2 separate regions of the Rattus norvegicus genome follow, and region 2 is linked to region 1. Evidence: chromatin contacts called from public HiChIP or PLAC-seq data. All regions are on one chromosome and are shown on one strand. Each heading gives the region's core, a stretch centred on a gene start, on an enhancer-like site or on the middle of the called end of the contact. The rest is flanking DNA. Distances are from core to core; before and after follow the strand shown.

Region 1 (4,541 bases), core at 972-3,471:
CAACCATCTGTAATGGGATCTGATGCCCTCTTCTGGTGTGTCTGAAGAGAGGACAGTCTATTGATATATAAAATAAATCTTAAAACAAAAATCTGAAAACCAAATATAAGAAAAATGGTCTCAATTAAATAGAATTTCTTTATTTACTTAAAGATTTAGACTTCTGCCTGAATTTGGCAAATTTGGTAAGATTTGGTGTATTAAAAACAACAATTATTTAGCACTTACTACCTTACCCTACAGTGGATCAGCTTAAGCTTTGAGAAGTACACTCATGACTGTAGCATTAGCCTAGGGCTTGTTTGGGCTCTTGGTGTCCACTGCCCCTTTACCCAATAGTTTACTCTTAGGGCAAACAAACTCTCTGTTAAGCAAGATCAAATAAGTTTGAAATGGTGTAAGATTATAGTAGCATCTAAACTGTAGGTCTAAATTATCTATCCTATTGCTGCTTCTAAAATAAAAAATAAAAACTGAATATTATAAGTGAAGTGAAATTCATGAGCAAAATCAAAATTTGACCTTAGATGTTTAAAGACAAAAATTATAAGAAAAACCTTAGTTTTATTAATGAAAAAACAAACCAACCAACCAGAATTTGAAGTTAACTATTCTTTCTTTACCTGAGTTGAATAACTTTTGTATGCCAGAGTAGAATGCTAATACCTTTCAAATGGAAAAGAGCTTTCTCAGTAGGGCTGCTTGTGCTTCCAACCATCACTGGTTGAGTGTTCTGTTTATTAGTCACCACATAACTATAAACGGGCTTTCAGAGCTGAACGTGCTAAGCCAGCAGCATGCCGCACTGCACAGCATCAATGGAGAACTCTTTGGATCCCATGTGAAGGAACTAAAGGTTTATGAGTGGTTCCTCTTCTATCACACAGCCTTTCAATCTGCAAAAAATCAGACTCAGAAATGTCAACCCTACCCCATGGAACCTGTTCTTAAAACAAACAAACACCTTAAGTTTTTATTATTTTGAATTAGAAAAAGCCTTTAAAAAATTAAACACAGTCCGTGCATCTTCTGGTAGTCTTCCAAAATTATATTTACTTAGACGTTACAAAGGAGAAGGCATGGGTAACAGAACAAGATTACGGCCTTCCCAAAATCTTTCCTGAACAAGTAAAGACCAAAAAGGAACAATAAAAGATGTAGGCCAACCATTTCTGTTGTTTCATTTGTGTAACCATTAATTAACAAAGTGTCTGTACTCGGTGTACTTCATACATACGATAGCAGTTTCAATATCACTTGTTTCCGGGTCCTTAATCTCCCTCACAATATCTACACTACAAATACAAAGGTGTAGTTACAGTTGGAGAGACCACATCCACACTAATAAACCTGACACTTAACAGACTGATTTTCCTTTGGGTGGCTACACGGGCACCTTTGAAACGCTGTCATACTGATTTGTTTCACATTTTCCTCAGACAAGCATCCTGTGTATCACTTCAGAAGAAAAGTCTGAGCATCAAAGGAATGTGACACAGGGTCTGATAAACCGATGTCATATTTTTACTATACTCTTTTCTGACTCTAACAAACGGAAGCCACAGGACTCAAGCTCAGGTGTTCTGGGTCTCTTCTCTAAAGAGAAACCCGAGTCTCTTCTCTAAGTAAAAATCAAGATGTGGATATTTAACAAGTTACAAATTGTTAGCTGAGCCATCGGTACCTCGGCTGTTTCCCTGGGATTGCTACTTTGAGAATACGTAGAAGGAGACAAATAAATCCGAATTGACTGCCCTACCAAGATTCATGAAATACATTGGTATCTTTGGAAAAGCCAGACGCTGCTAACCGCATCCCCGGAGATCCCGCGCAGGTGCAGCGGGGGAGCGGCCGCGCTCCAGGCACAGCCCCCGAGGGCTCCGCCAGCATCGTCACGTCCACGCGTGGAGTCGCGTACCTCTCGGAGCTAGCACCCCGTCACGTCCACGCGCGCAGACCGACGCCCGCCGAGCCCCCGGCGCCCGTCCCGGACGCCCCTCGGCTACTCACCGTCCGTCGCCCCGTCCCGGGCCGCACCCTAGCGAGGCCGATGAAGCTCCGGCTCCGGAGCCGGCGAATCCATGGCAGCGTCTAGCGGACGCGGAGTGGGTGAGGAAGTCACTCGCGGAGACCACAGCCGATTCCTGGCTCTCAGCCGAGGTTTACCCCTAAAACCCCCGCGGAGCTGACACATCAACAAAGATGGCGGCGACGCCGAAGCCGGCGCGGCTACAGCTGAGAGGGCGGGGCTCCTTGAGGGAGCCAATCAGTGCGACGCAGACCGCGTGACGCTAAGTACCTGGAGGTGGGCTTGGTTTCGAGGCACCGCCTCCGGACGCGGCGGTTTCTAGAGGCCCCGCCCAGCGTCTCGGCGCCACCTCTACTCCCAAGGAGGCTGTGGCAGGCTGACTTACTGGCCCTTGTCCAGTTAGGTCACTCTTTCCCTTTCCCGCCCCAAGCCTGTGCTTTCTGTCGGTAGGAAGTTGCTATATCTTTCTTCCTCACCCTTTGGCCGGTCATCTAATGAGTCAGTCAGTGGCATAAAGTAATAAAAGAAAACTTGAGATTATGGCTTCCCCGTTCTGATGGTGCAAACTTTGCACTGGCCATGGGGTGAGCCAAGTCCAGAGGAGCGGCGGATGTGAGCATTCAAGCATTCATCCCTAGTAGAGCTCTGCAGGGTTTCCATAATATCCTTGCCCTGAAGTCTGCAAGTGGCACCCGTTTACTAGTAAGCTGTTGATGCGCTCATGAAGAGGTTCTAAGCCCTCCCACCCCCGCTCCGGGGGCTGGGTATCCCATCTGGTTGTAAGAAGGGTGTATATTATAGTGACTAAACCCACTTAGGGGAGGTAGGGAAGGTGAGCAGTTTTAGTTTGGAGATTTTGCAAACCACTTCTGTTCAGAAAAAAAAGATGTTTTGACGTTTTGAACGGTATAGACATAAAGGGATAAAAGACTCATCTTTAATGGCAAGTTTGTAAATCAAAAAACATATTACTGTTAACACTACTTTCATAATCACTGAGGAGGAAAAACTTCAACGTGGTATATTACTTACCCTCCGTCTTTTTTAATCAGAAAACATGGCCTCCCTCTTCAAATTATGGTAATGTAATTACAGCACATTTTACAATTAAGGTGCCATAGTGCTTTGAATAGGCTCCTGTGTTTGAATGCTTGGCCTATAGGAAGTGGCACAATTAGGAGGTGTGGCCTTGTTGGATGAGATATGTCATTGTGCAGGCAGGTTTTGAGGGCTCATAGAAAAGCTTTAGCCACGCCCACTGTGAGACAGGCGGTCTCCTCCTTGCTGCCTTGGAATCAAGGTGTAGAACTCTCTGCTTTCTCTCTCAACCCCATGTCTGCCTGCACACTGCTGTGCTCCCCAGCATGATGGTAATGACTAAACCTCTGAACCTGTAAACCAGGCTCGACTAAATGTTTGCTTTATAAGAGTTGCCTTAGTCATGGTGTTTCTTCACAGCACTGAGGCCCTAATTATGGGTTGAGCCAGGAGTAGTGGCTTACACCTGTTATCCAGACATTTGGGAGGTGCAAATAGGAACCACTTAGAGCTTAACCTCCAGGAGACCCTTTTTATAAATGCATACATACATACATACATACATACATACATATATACATACATGGGCTTTCTTGTTTTGGGGAAAAGAATGGTTTGACTTTAATTAAACATTACCAGTAAGATATGTTGTTACAAAAGGACTGGAAGGACAGAAACACTGAGTCGTTTATAGGCTCCTATTGTTAGAAGTAACCCTAGCATTATTCCTGAAATGTCTTTCAGAACTTATAACTGGTAATAAAATGTATTAAGTATGTCTGGGAAACTAATTTTTTAATCATAAGAGAAAAGAAATACTGGTCTAAAACCAAAGAGATGAGATTGAAATGTTGCAATCTAAAGTGGAAACTCTAAGGGTTCTTTGGAAAGTCAGTTTTGTCGGATGATGTTTTGTTGGGATGAACACGTGAAGGAGTGTTTCTTTAAAGTAGACACAGGCGTGAAAGGCTAAGGCAGACTCATGAAGGGATGTTTCACTGAAGCAGACACAGGAGAAAGGATGTTCTGCTTGAAGCCAAGGCTGAGTGAGGCCTGGCTATCTCTGCTAGGTAGCGCCCCTGCTGCTGATTCCTGTTTGCTATCCCAACTACAGAACTGGATTGCTGGTGTATCCATGAAGTGTTTGCGGGTAGATCTAGCTGCTGCTGCTGACCTGTGAACTGAACTTCGGATTTCCATACAACCCAGTTGGGATTCGCTCCAAAGAACCTTTTTAAACAGGTCCAATTCCCCATATCCTTTCTCTTCCATTACCTCTGGTGGGTGGTGGGCTACAAAGAAGGTTAGTGTTTAAGAACCATCATTAAAAATAGGTTTTGAAAAATTAAAGTTAGAGCAATCTTACATTTGGATTTAGAAATATCAAAATAAATTGGAGATTTTTTTTTTTCCTGAAGAAGTCAGTGAGGCAACGTTTGCCTTAGCATGGGCAGGGCCAGGAACTCAGTCCTTG
Region 2 (4,541 bases), core at 1,053-3,552, 190 kb after region 1:
AACAGAGAATGGAACCTCCACCCCCCCCACACACATACATTCTTCCCAGAAAAAAATTAGCAGATATTAACAGCATGACATCATGTGAGACTTGAAGTCATGTTTCCCCAGAGTGGAAGTGAAGAAGGCCACGTGTATTCTCTTCTGCAATCCAGGTGATTCTCAAGCCTATGCACTCATTCATCTCCAAGGCATGCATCTTTTCCAAAACACAAGCACCCTGACCTGAAACCAAGTCCCCTTCGTTTAGCTGGGATCCCGGTAGAGGAAGATTATCAGCTCCCAGGAGAGAAAGATAAACTGAGCAAACTTCATCCTGTCACGAGCCAATTCAAAAACTATTTACCCAAAACACCTGCTCCCAAACTCTGGGTGCACAGCAGCCTACCTGCTGCCTGTTCTCTAGCTTGAACCAGTTCGCTGCTTGGGCAAAGAAGTTTGGGGGGGCAACTTCTGCTTCAGTTTCACAATCCAAAGAGCTGAAGCGATCTTGGAGTCTGTATTTTCAGTGAGGGGACACCCAAGGCCCCAATCCGTCCCCTCCCTTGTCCCAGATTCCCTCCTTCAGTGTGGAGGCCCAGGGTGGAGCAACATGTTACCCCTTCTACCAAGAGAGGTGCTGTGGCTGCCAGTGTTTGAGATTGCATGAGGGCAACTTCAGCCTTTCCCCTCACAAACTGACCAGATTCCATCAGAACTAAGATAAGACCTGGTTAGCCACTGAAAGGAACAGAAGTGATTTCCTCTGGCACCCCTCCCCCACCCCGCTGACTTCAGTGCCTAGACCTTGCATTTACAGGTGAGTCACTCGTGGCTAAAGATCCTGAGGAGAAGAAAAACGCAAAAGTCGAAAGACTTACTACTTTAGGGAACTAAAGCCTGTCTGCACAAGTCCCTTATGTGAGTTCCATAAATAAATAAGAAACCATAGAGGGAGGGCGAGATTCCTTGGCAATCAGAGCGTTCGCCTTAATCACACTCCCATGGGAAAACAAATACAGAAGCAGAAGTTCCTCTCGCAGGTTTAGCTTAGACAATCCCTGAAAAGAAGTGAGTACAAGAGGCTTTTCCCAGAAGGAAGCATGTAGAGGCGCGCCGAAATATCCGTTTCAGGGGCAGCACCTTGAACCCCCTTTTCAAAAGACCTACTATCCCAGGCTTCTGGACTCCAGCCTCGAGGCTCCAAAACCCTTCGGGCATATCCGGACCGGCCCTCCCACCATGGTTTGGCCAAGATCCCTGGATAGAGCCAAATCCAAGCTCGTTCAACTGCCAGGACGCCTACAGGCGCTCCACCTGCTGGGCAGCCCATTGGGCTGCTAACCCACACCCCCACGCAGCTTTGGAGTGCAGGGTCCGCAAAGGGCATGGGGAGGCACGGCTACAAAGTGGGGGAGAGCCGGACCGAGCCAAGAACAGACTACCATGCCACCCCACCAGATTAGGGATTTTTCTTGCCACCGGACAAGGCTTTTCTGGGAATCTGCAAGAAACCTCTCTACATGGTAGCATCCCTCGAAAGGACCCTACAACTCGCCCCTTTGCCCCTAGCAGCTCCTTACTGTTGAGACCTTACTTTGGCCCCCCTCAGCGGTAGTAGACATCTTTTCCCCGAGGAAAGCTGAGGGTGACCGGATGGCTCGGGACACACCCTCGGTTCTCCAACAGGTGAGAAGCCTCACTTTGATCTCCAGGCAGAAACCTCTGCCCTAGGTGCCCAGGAATATCAAACAGCACGGATCGCATTCTTTGCCTAGAAAGCCCACCGTAGCGCCTCGGTCGCCCTCTCTAGGGCTGAAGTCCCTTGGGCGTAGACAGTCCGTGCTGGTCACCTGAATCCCGGAGACCCGGAGCAAGTAGGTGCGCCCTGCGCCCTCACCTTTGTAGCGCTCCATCGCCGGCGCGGTGTGCGCTCTCGGCACTGCTATCTGCTCCGCGCTGAGTTCTCCGCGCAGGGCTCCGCGCTGGGCTCCGAGCCCTGGCTGCGCGCTGGCCCCTCCCAGTGAGGTCACGCTCGCCTCCCGACCTCCCGGAGTGGCCGCCGCGCCCCTAGTCCTCGGATCCTGACTCCACCCGGGCGAGCTGTCCTGGACCCCGCCAGGAATCTCCGCAGCTTGTCAGGACAGTCGGCGCTCCGGTCTTCGCGCACCCCACACTGGGCTCCCCGCCCGGAACGCAGATCACTTCCTCCAAGTCGGCCCGAGGGCGGCCGCGGAGGAAAAAAGAGCCTGGGACGTTCTTAAAGCCCGGGGGAGACTCCGGGACCAGCAAGCTCCCATAGGTCTCCACTAAGATCTGTTTTCTCCAGTACTGGGACTGCGAACCCAATGCCGGGAGGAGGAGACTGAGGGCCAACTGAGAGGTGGAGATGGGCCTAGAGCGCCTCCTGCTTGACTACTCAAGCCAGTGCGCCCGTATTCTGGGGTCTCCCGGATGCACTTCAACTAAGAAGTCTAGCCCTCGCCACCGATGGCCACCAGCTCTCAGTCCACCTTTCCTGGCACCTGTAGATCACGCTCACTTTAGAGCACAGGAAGACTCCTACTTGCAGCCTGCTCCCTGATCCCAGATTTTATGGGCGTCTGTAGCCTAGGCTTTCCTGGGGAGGATTATAGTGTCTGGAGTCTCCTCATCAAGCCTGGTCTTCCGGGAAAGATGGCACCTGTCGTGAGGTAGATGAGTCTGTCTGTCTACTCGGTGGTATTTCCACCTAGGAGCATACTTCATCTTTTTCTTTTGATATCTCTCCAGTCCTTTCAAACTCCTAAATCCTCCCCAAAGATCCACATCTTCTTTTAAATCTTCGGGTTTTCACTTTTTAAACTGTGCTATGTGCTGGATGCTTGGTTTCTTGACAAATTTCCCAACTTCCTGGAATAAACACTTAGGGATGATCTGTTATTTTCTGAAAGACCCCCTTCATGCTTCCTTGGAGCAGCAGAGTCAGCTCTGATCTCTGGAGATCTTCTGCCCAGCAATCTGCACAAACATTTTTCCTAGTTAGAGCAGCAGCTCACATGAACAGAGCCTTCCTCGTCAGCCAGGAGCCTTGCTCAGGGCCGGTGTGCCCCAGCCTTTCAGTTTGCCCGTTCACCATGAGGTAGCATGTCATTATCTGTCTCCTGTAGCGGAAACAAGTTTGGAGGGGGGGGGCACAATGTGACGTGGTAGGAACCTTAGGGATACCTACTTCCAAGTCTATGTGTGTGGGTCAGAGACTTCCACATGCCAGATGCACATGAACACATATGCAAGTATACACACACACATGCACACACACACACACACAGAGAGAGAGAGAGAAAGAGAGAGAGAGAGAGAGAGAGAGAGAGAGAGAGAGAGAGAGAGGAGAGTTGGTAGCAAGAAGGAGGAGGTGTTCTGCTGGCCTCCTGCACAGTGGCCATCAGAGTCAAACAGCTGTTTCTGCCTTGGTGATCTCCTACTTCATTCCCGCCTTCCTTTCTTCCTCTTGCAAATGGCCCAGCATGGCACACACCCTCTGTTCTGTGGTGGTTCCAGACCACTCTCAGTGGAGCCCTAGGTTTTCTTTGAAATGTTCAGTTTTAGGAAAGAAGCCTCAAGTCTGTGGTCACTGGTCACTTTTGGCTAGACTTCTGCCCTGCCTGCTGAAGTTGAGTAAGCAGGTCCGGGACCCACCCAGCAGTACTTATGAGCTAACCTTCTCACTGAAGGTTACAAGGTCCAGCACTGGCAGATATCACTAGGATTAAGAGTCTCCACTCTACAAATGATCACACAAAGAAGTGAGAAGACTTGCCCAGAGTCCTACAGAGCTAGGACACAAACCAAGCAGAACCCAGGTTTCCTGACTCCTACTGCCCTCACAGCCTTTCCTTCAGGCTTCCCTGTGACATTAACTGGACAGTGCTGTCCCCAGAAAATCCTCTGATACCTTCTGTCTCTGCCTTTCAAGAAAGTGTGGCACCCCCTTCTAGGCCAAGCTCCTTAAACTCTCCTTGTTTCTAAATAGCTTCCCTGAATCCTCTCCAGACACACAAAATATTAGAAATGCAGTTCGAGTCAGTCTAAACCTGTAATTCACAACCCGGTTCCAGAACAAAACAGAAATGGCAGAACTACCCTTGTGGTCTCCTGGGTGCAGGTGAACCTCTGCCCTTGGCAACTTTGTAACTTTCACAAAGGAAAAAGACACTGAGTTGCTGTCAGACACCTGAAACCAAGAGCAGCTCTGAGTCTTCTATCCAACACCACTGCTCTTTGGCGTGCTAGCCAAGCCAGCTATGGAGAGTAGCATATACTCCATAGACACGCTGAAGACAGAGGACAACACAGGTGCTGAGGGGAGTGGAGTCAGATCACAGGAATTCATCATGCTACTCAGAGTGGCATGATTTTTGAACCCATGAGTTACATATTTCTGGAATTTTCCATCTAATCTATTTTCAGATCACAATTGACCAGAGACAAATAAAACTGTTAAAAGTGAGCTCACAAGTGAGGGAGTGCTATTGTAAGTCCTAAACTAATTGTTAGCAACAAAGATGCTTTGGTGTCTCGCT

The links. HiChIP or PLAC-seq counts read pairs in DNA pulled down with a chosen protein or histone mark.
Region 2: a contact with region 1 is called in an H3K27ac HiChIP or PLAC-seq map of oligodendrocytes, with 9 times the contacts expected there. The contact joins the promoter of Afap1l2 here to the promoter of Ccdc186 in region 1. A contact is called at or near these places in 2 of 12 Hi-C or Micro-C datasets (mammary epithelial cells and psoas muscle) and 1 of 1 datasets of contacts at active chromatin or transcription factors (oligodendrocytes).

What each region holds. Positions count from the first base shown.
Region 1 is chr1:265,874,910-265,879,450 of GRCr8, forward strand. It overlaps Ccdc186 (coiled-coil domain containing 186), which reads right to left and starts at 2,222. Exons shown (of 16, transcript NM_001427749.1): 1 at 2,011-2,222. It also overlaps a transcript of Tdrd1 not described here.
Region 2 is chr1:266,063,641-266,068,181 of GRCr8, forward strand. It overlaps Afap1l2 (actin filament associated protein 1-like 2), which reads right to left and starts at 2,303. Exons shown (of 20, transcript NM_001305184.1): 1 at 1,880-2,303. The coding sequence starts at 1,895.